Regions from separate parts of the Mus musculus genome. Here regions 1 and 2 are each linked to region 3. A link is a contact called in public Hi-C and HiChIP or PLAC-seq data. All regions are on one chromosome and are shown on one strand. The core of a region is the stretch at or near the end of the contact, and the rest is flanking DNA. Distances in the headings are between cores, read along the strand shown.

Evidence for each region. Hi-C and Micro-C count contacts between places; a contact is called where the count stands out from the background. HiChIP or PLAC-seq counts read pairs in DNA pulled down with a chosen protein or histone mark.
Region 1: a Hi-C map of bone marrow-derived macrophages shows a contact between it and region 3, with 33 read pairs. The contact joins two enhancer-like sites. A contact is called at or near these places in 4 of 15 datasets of contacts at CTCF or cohesin (CD8 T cells, the G1E-ER4 cell line, large pre-B cells and 1 more), 160 of 484 Hi-C or Micro-C datasets (the AML12 cell line, the AtT-20 cell line, B cells and 91 more), 11 of 115 datasets of contacts at active chromatin or transcription factors (CD8 T cells, the HPC-7 cell line, T-cell acute lymphoblastic leukemia and 8 more) and 3 of 9 other capture datasets (adipose tissue, embryonic stem cells and liver).
Region 2: an H3K4me3 HiChIP or PLAC-seq map of bone marrow-derived macrophages shows a contact between it and region 3, with 2.3 times the contacts expected there. The contact joins the promoter of Galc here to the enhancer-like site in region 3. A contact is called at or near these places in 2 of 39 promoter capture datasets (macrophages and trophoblast stem cells), 1 of 15 datasets of contacts at CTCF or cohesin (CD8 T cells), 4 of 115 datasets of contacts at active chromatin or transcription factors (CD8 T cells, the SCID.adh cell line, bone marrow-derived macrophages and 1 more) and 2 of 9 other capture datasets (adipose tissue and liver).

What each region holds. Positions count from the first base shown.
Region 1 is chr12:98,214,475-98,217,174 of GRCm38.p6, reverse strand. Galc (galactosylceramidase) reads left to right here. Exons shown (of 17, transcript NM_008079.4): 12 at 838-924; 13 at 2,692-2,700. Among named protein-coding and RNA genes, the nearest start is that of Galc, 44 kb to the left of the region's middle. Within about 2 kb of position 1,359, at least 27 of the 459 cell types and tissues checked have an H3K27ac peak or open chromatin away from gene starts, as enhancers often do. A contact at or near this core is called in bone marrow-derived macrophages, where this site is marked.
Region 2 is chr12:98,258,175-98,260,874 of GRCm38.p6, reverse strand. Galc (galactosylceramidase) reads left to right here and starts at 1,416. Exons shown (of 17, transcript NM_008079.4): 1 at 1,416-1,740. The coding sequence starts at 1,546.
Region 3 is chr12:98,327,952-98,330,651 of GRCm38.p6, reverse strand. No RefSeq gene overlaps it. Among named protein-coding and RNA genes, the nearest start is that of Gpr65, 61 kb to the right of the region's middle. Within about 2 kb of position 1,256, at least 2 of the 459 cell types and tissues checked have an H3K27ac peak or open chromatin away from gene starts, as enhancers often do. A contact at or near this core is called in bone marrow-derived macrophages, where this site is marked.

The sequences.
Region 1 (2,700 bases), core at 110-2,609, 110 kb after region 3:
CACAAGGGGCCTTTCCCCCTTGATCACTAATTGAGAAAATGCCTTACAGCTGGAGCTCATGGAGGCATTTCCTCAACTGAAGCTCCTTTCTCTGTGATAACTCCAGCTGTGTCAAGTTGACACAAAACTAGCCAGTACAGTAATAAACAAAGACATTTTAGAGTAAATAGTTAAATGTTTAACAAGGTTTTTACAGAGGGCAGATGAGTGTTTTGCATCGAAGGCACTAAGACCTGTTTAATCTTCGCTAGTGTTCTCAGGTGTTAATGCAGTGGGTTAATTAAATGAGTTAAATGAGTAGCGATTTCTGGACTACAGTGCTCTCCTCTGTAAAAGGAAGCATGTTAGGTTTCTTCAGGGACACTGGGCACAGTGCTAGAGGCAAGCATGTTAGAAACAGGCACACTCCCGAACATTCGCAGCGGAAGGGAGTTTAACAAGGAATGGTCGTAGACTCATGCTGGACCTACCTAGTGCAAGGTCAGAGAACACATACATGCTCAAAAGGGGACGATGACAGGGGTGCTTCTGAGCATGCCCAGTTGAGTGTTACAGTGATTAAGCTGGTGCCAGTCAGTGTCCCCAGGCTGTGTCCCGCTTTCCTTACGCGTTTAGGTGAAACGAAAGCAGAAAAAGACAGGTCCCTGGAGGCGGTTAATGCAGCTGCTTGCTGCTCCTGGTGACAGGACGTGAAAGATTGGCTTAAACAATGTCCTGTTTTCCAAACCTAGAGGTGGTCTTTTCAGCGACTGGAAACAGTGGGCATTGCTTTCTTGAGGTATTAATAACAGGAATTGATGAATCTCTCAAGTATGTTTTCTTGTGTTTTCTCCACAGAGAGAAATACAAGAGCTGCAGGTGTGGTATACCAAGCTGGGAACTCCGCAGCAGAGACTTCATTTTAAACAACTGGATACTCTATGGGTAGTTTTATCATTGATTTCTATGCTTGGGACGTTACAACGGTAAAAAGGGGCAAATTGGATCAATGAATTAAAATGAAGATGATTTTATGGCTACGGGACAGTGGAGATAAAATGCATTCATATCTTCATCAGAAATCGTGATGAAGGTGTGAGAAGCTTTTATGTGCACCGCTGTGCTGTCCTTAGACACTAGTTATGTTGGTGGCTGTGCCACCATTGCCTGGCTGCCCCCCTTTGAGACCATCCGCTCAGTCTGTGTCCCCACAGCAGTTGACTGTAGGCAGTCCTGCCCTCTGTGGGTTTCTCTTATGCTTTGTTCTTTCTTCTCTCTGCTACTCGTTTCTGTTTGGTCTCCCTTATTCGTGGACAGTGCCCCAGGTCTCAGCAGTCAGTCAGAATCTCAGAGCCAGCCATCACAATGCTAGAGAGTGGGGTGCCTAAAATAGGAACGGATCAGCAGCTTTCCCCACATAGCTTTCCTCACATTCCCCATGTGAGCCCCACTGACCTGTCACGTGACCCTCACTGTCCTCTCAGGAAGCAGAAAACAGATTTCCTTTTCAGATGCTTATCTCAGTAGCTGGTGTTTCCTCCCAGAGTGAACGTCTCAATTTCCTTCATATCTGTGAAGATATGTCACCTCAAGTGTGGGTTTCTTCAAAGCCTCACTCACTGGGCCCAGTGTCGGGCTCTGTGGGTCTCATCACAGGCTCCCCACCACTTTGCTGTCCTGGAGGTTGGGGATTTGCCTTATTTTGCTTTTAGTCCAGGGGTTTATGGTGCTTGGAACTGGGTGACTTCTCAGGAAAGATTTCCAAGAATAAAGAGGCCCCAGAAAATAGGTTAATTACATCATCTATTTGACTTAATCTGATGGATTTTTAATAATGATTAATGTTATAGTTAGCTAGTCAATATCAATGGTTACATGCCCATTAGGCCACTCTGTACTTGTATAATAGTTTGCTAGAAATAACATAATCAAATTGATCTCCTGCATAGGAATATTGTTAATCCTGAGGCAGAATGTGGCATCAGATATTCATGGTTCTGCATCTATTTACCCTTAAAGCAATGATACGATGCTAAACCCTTTAATTCAGTGTAGATAAAACTCATTAAAGTTTCAAAGGAGGTTTGAGCTCAAGCCCACATTAGTTATGTGGGGATTCAAACGGCTCCAGAGGGCTACGCTTATTACAGGACTATGCTCTAGGGAGTATTTCCCCGGGGCCACACTTCGAGGTGAACTAAGCAAGACCTTTATAAACATGTGGTTTAATTCTCAGTGTATTGTTAGCTTCAAGAAGGCTAACTGTGACACAGAGTCAGCCTACTAATTGAAATCTGAACTGACTATACGATGAACAGATTTTAAGTTTTATTTCTTATTGTAAGATGTTTCTTGAGGTGTCTGTGGGCTTTGTGGGTTCTTTTCTTTAGCAAGGCTCTGAAAGAAGCAAGCAGGCTGCTGAGTTACATTAATTGAATGTACCCAAGCTTTAGAGAGCTTACAGTGTAATGGAAGAGTAGGGTGACAGATAGACCTTCAGGTATCTTGTCATTGGCACCCCCCATCTGGTGAAATTCTATAAAATATTATTTATACACTTCTAAAATACCCTTAAAGTTGTCAAGGGCCTGGGTACTTATTTCTGGTCTTCCTCACGTGTTTAGGAGGTCCTAACAGAATGGCTGTTCACGCTTATTTCTTTTACCGCTCCCCAGCACCTGTCCTTGAACGTGGGGCTGTCTTCTCTTTCAGCTCCTTGAC
Region 2 (2,700 bases), core at 167-2,666, 70 kb after region 3:
AATCTAAATTCTCAGGACAGTTCACTTTCCTATCACATCAGTCTTACTGACAGTGGAAGGTAGCTTATGATTGTTTCGAGGAAGCATAATTTCACCTTTGTCATCCTTGGGTCCTAAGAATTAAACTGCTGTGACAGACTAGATGGATGAAGCACATAAATTTAAGTTACAGGGCACAGGGGCATACCCTAAGAAATTGAAGACTCCCCCCCCCAAACAAACAAACAAACAAACAGTTAATGATAAACATGCTGAATCTGATCAGGAGCAATTTAGGTTGTAAAATGTGCCAGGCAGAGAGGCAGAGAGGCAGAGAGGCAGGCAGAGAGACAGAGAGAGAGGCAGAGAGGCAGAGAGGCAGAGAGGCAGGCAGAGAGGCAGAGAGGCAGAGAGGCAGAGGCAGAGAGGCAGAGAGGCAGAGAGGCAGAGGCAGGCAGAACTCTCTGAGTTCAAGGTGAGACTGGTAGATGGAACAAGTTCTAAGAACACAAGCTGCCAGCAGGCACGTCCAACCTTTTCTTATCCTGACACTATGTTGTCCGCTATAGACTTCACACTTGAGGTCTGCACAGTTGACTATTTTAATCATAAAAAGTCACAGAATGTCTTGAGTTAAGTTTATGTACAATTTTGGGGTAGGGTGCTTTCATAGCAATCATCTGCTCCATGTGGTCTCAGGCACAGGTTGGATGCACCTGCCAGGGTATTTAACTGGGTAGAGAAGTGAATAGGAAGGCAAGGGTTACTGTAACAGGAGTTGGCAAACATTACCACTTCCTCTATGTAAGTCAGGGCATCTTTCATAAGTGATTTTCATAGTCATTTTTTATTCAAGAAACAGAATAAAGGTCCGAGTATTCTGAACCTATTGTATTTTTTAGGTCTCGCAATTCAAATTACTATATAGCAACATTTTGGACGAGTAATCATATTAACTCTTTTAAGGCTAAAAGACCTGGATATAGCAGACTACTCAATCGAACAAACTTTGTCAGCTAGCATTTGCTAAGTGTATATAAGTGCACAATTATGACTTCCCGAGTGCCTATTATCTTACTTTTATCTTATCCGGAGTTCCCTGACTTGCTGTTCTGGTCTCACGGTGGTTTAGAAAAATTCAGGGTCCTCAAGCCAAGCGACTCAACCAAGGTGACCGCTTAACTGGGGGCGCTTAAAGCCAGGTCCTCATTGCTGTTTCCTACTGGGAATGCTCGGCTAGAGTAGGACCACTCAAAGCCCTCTTTTGACCGTTGTTGACCATTCACTTCCCGTTTTCTAAGATGATCCATCAGGTGAGGTAGGAAGAGTGGTCACTAAGTAATTACACGCAGAGACCGGTCCCGCCTCTTTGACACAGAAGTGACAAGGCAAAGCTCGCTCAACCAGCCCCCCACCCCGCCCCCCCAGCTCAACACAACAGCGGCTGCGCGGACAGCCCGCAGCCCTCACTTAAGATGGCGAAAGCTTCCTCAGCCGCCCGCTCTTCTTCCTCAGGGAGGCGATCGGGCCCGCCTCCCCGGGCGCCACAGTCGCGTGACCCGCACAATGGCTAACAGCCAACCTAAGGCTTCCCAGCAACGCCAAGCAAAAGTCATGACCGCCGCCGCGGGCTCGGCGAGCCGTGTTGCGGTGCCCTTATTGTTGTGTGCGCTGCTAGTGCCCGGTGGCGCCTACGTGCTAGACGACTCCGACGGGCTGGGCCGGGAGTTCGATGGCATCGGCGCAGTCAGCGGCGGCGGGGTGAGCGCGGGCTGGCGGGAGGCAGGAGTGCGGTGCGGCGCAGGGACCGCAGGGACCGCAGGGACCGCCGGGGCCGCCCCCTCCCACAAGCCCCCGCGGCGTTGCCGGGCGAGCGCACGCCGCTTCCCCGCGCGCCGGGGTGAGATGAACCCGGGCTGGCGGTTAGATTGCAATGGGGAGCCAGGCGTCTCGAGGGGACAGGCGTCTGCTGCAGTCAAGTGGCCCGGGCTCGAGGGAGCCCTCGTTCTGGATCGCCGGCCAGGGCTGTCCTTGCCGCGCTGGAAGGGTCGCCTCCGGAAAAAGCCAGAGAGGGACTGCGAAGCCTCAGCGAGATGCTTTGGGGAGGGGGGGGGGTGGGTTCTCTTCCTTCCCAGGGAGTTAGTTGGTGGAGCCGTGAGTCAGAAGACATAGGCAGGGTTTGGGGACCCTTCTTGAACAGTGATTAGCACCCCGTCCCTCCCTGTAAGACCTCTTGGACTCTTTAGAGTTGTGTAAAGCCTGAAGCGATCTGGGATATTGTTTTAAAAGAGGGCCACCTTCATCCACTAACAGAAACTGTGGCGTGTCTGTGTTGGAACGAGGGAATGCTGGCTCTGTTAGGGCACATAAGAATCATTAGGTGCATTGGTTAAAATTTAAGTTGTCTTCCTCTCCCATTCTGACTTTGTTAATAAACACCAGCTAATTCTCAAAAGATGAGGTCTTGAGAGTGATTTCTTGTTGACTCAAAGATCTCAGGACTGGGAAGTGGGTTTGCTTTTAAATTGAAATCTTAAGAGTAGTTTTAGATCTACCGAAAAGCTAGGAGTGCAGTAAAAAGTTCTATACCCCAGTGTGTGTGTGTGTAATAATGAACTAATCTATTCTCAGTTTATTTAAATTTAAAATAGCCAATATTTCTTATACAACCTTAACGTCTCCTTTTGGTATCTTTGTGATAGTAAATCTAAGTGTAAAGGC
Region 3 (2,700 bases), core at 7-2,506:
CTGTACCTATCGATATCTTCATTTTGTTTCTTTAGCCACATGGCGTAATTAATCATATTAGTTCATTTTCAAATGTTGAACCTGTCTGGCAGTCTCAGAATAAGTTCTACTTGGTAATGATATATAACACTTTTCAATATTTTTAAATGCAATTTGCTAACACATTGTTATAATGTTTACATCGCTGTTCATAAGATAAATCACTCTGTTAGCTCATTGTAATATCTCTGGCTTGGGTTTTTGGTTAACATTGACCATTTGCTTCCATATTTTGGAGGAGACTATAGGCAAGTAGTGTAACTTCTTCCTTAAATACTTGATATACATCCACTAGTGAACTCTATCTCTGGTGCCTTTTGCTGCAGTAGAGGACATGTTGATTACATTTTTAATAGATATAGCCCTATCCAGACTGGGTATTTCTTCAAATAATACTATACCTTTTCATAGATAATGCAACTGATTTATGGTAGCAATAAACCATTGTACTTTCCTTTGTCCTGTCCCTTGCATCTTTGCTGTCACTAATGTCACACACACACACACAAATTTATTTTATATATATGTATACACACACAAATTTATTTTATATATATGTATACACACATACACACACACATATAGCCAAAAAAGTCACTATTTTCTTCTTGAATGAATAAGTGTTGTGTCAGTTAAGAGTAAGAAGCAGGAAGGTGTTAGTTTTACTTTAATTTACTCCTCTGCTCCTCTTTTTCTAAATGTAGATCTGAGCTTTTGACATATCTCAGTTTTAATTCTCTCCAAGAACCATTGTCATGACAAGCAATCCTGCTGGGGTGACTTCTCTAAACTATCCTTTGAGGAAGTCTGTGTTTATCTTTTCCTTTTGCAGGATAATTTAATGTGGAATGGAATTCTAGATTGGTGTTTTCACTGACCTAAGATTGTTCTCTCACTATTTAAAATATTTTACCTTTCTTGCTTAGTGGCTTTTTAGGAGAAGTTTGATAGGGCTATTGTTCCATCCCTTCAGAGGGAAGCTGATTTGTCCTCTGAAAATTTTCAAGATATATTCTTAGTCCTTGATTTTATCAAGTGTGTAGATATAACACTTGAGTGTTAATTCTTTTGGTTTACTTGGGGGTCATTTTAGTGTTTCCTGTGTGGACTCTGTCTTGTCTTACATTCATCTTTATTGGCACTCTCTGACTGCATGTCTCACATTGGATTGGGCAGTTTCCCAGTTATCTCTGCTTTGAAATTTGTATTTGTGTCTTCCTCTTTTCTCCCCCTGATATTGCCACTGTGTGTCATCCTTTCTAACCTTGATATATGTGCTCTGAGATATTGTGACATTGCAACTCTTCTTTAAAACAAAACCTACTGCCTTTTATTCACGAATGAAGATACAAAGTTTGGGGTTTGTTTAATGTGTATCTAAAGTAAATATGAAAAGACATATATAGCACATTTTAGTGAGACAGATATTCTAGTCACTTCCACAAGTTGTGAACTTCATTTTTTCTTCACTGACTTTCAAATGTATTTTATCAGCATCATTAATCCCCCATTATAATTACATTTACAGCTAAAATCATAAAACAGGAACATGATTATCTGTCACCACTAGTCATAGAAATCCGTCATCAAAGACTGTCCAATCATCTATAATTGCACTCCCTTATGAAATACTGTCGAGAAAGCTTACAAAAAAAATTCAAGAGAAAGGATTTAAGCTAGAGATGCTATCTATTAAAGGCAGAAAGTTACCAACGCATCTAGCTAATCTTAAAGTAATATTTCTCACCAATTGTTGATGTGGGAAATGATGTCTTCCAATGTCGACAAGTCTTGAACTACTAAGTCCAATTCATACTACAACCCCTGGGCATTCTACCCAAGCAGACTATGGGGAGGAATAAAAGAGAAGAGAAAAGAGACTCTTTTATGTTCAGACTCTTCATTGTCACTAGCCTTTGAAACAAGGAAGGCTTTCCAGTCTTGATATTTAGAGCCACGAAAAGCACTGCATTGTTTCCCAGACTAGGATGCTGGACCAGGGATCAAGTGCTTAATTAAGGTCGTTAGGAATATATTACCTGACAATCCTGACCCAATACTCCTTAGTTCTTTGAATTTTGAGCAGGAATAATATCCTAGGGAAATACGACTGATTTCAGCCACTTGTCTCTCAGCTTGTGTGAAACACCAGTGCGACACAGTAAACAGCTAGTCCCAGACAACAATTGAGTCCTGAGGTCTATCCGGCTGTTCACCACTGTCTCTATACCTTTCTTTGGCTGAGAGGTCTTAAAGAAGCCAGTTAACCAGTCCTCAAAATGTCCAAGCATAAATATTAGCCCAATCTGATCAGTGGTCCTAACATCTGTAGAAAGTACAGAGGTGCCTTGGAAACCAGCTCAACTCCCCTTCTTCCCCTGGCTTCACCATCCTGTAGCCATGACAGAACTGAGCTGTTGGGAGAGGTCTGTGAAGACTCTGATGGTCTTTGAATGCAGATTCCCTATGAACTAACCAGTACCCCCGGAGCTTGTGTCTCTAGCTGCATATGTATCAGAAGATGGCCTAGTCAGCCATCAGTGGAAAGAGAGGCCCATTGGTCTTGCAAACTTTATATGCCTCAGTACAGGGGAACGCCAGGGCCAAGAAGTGGGAGTGGGGGGGTAGGGGAGTGGGGGGGCATGGGGGACTTTTGGAATA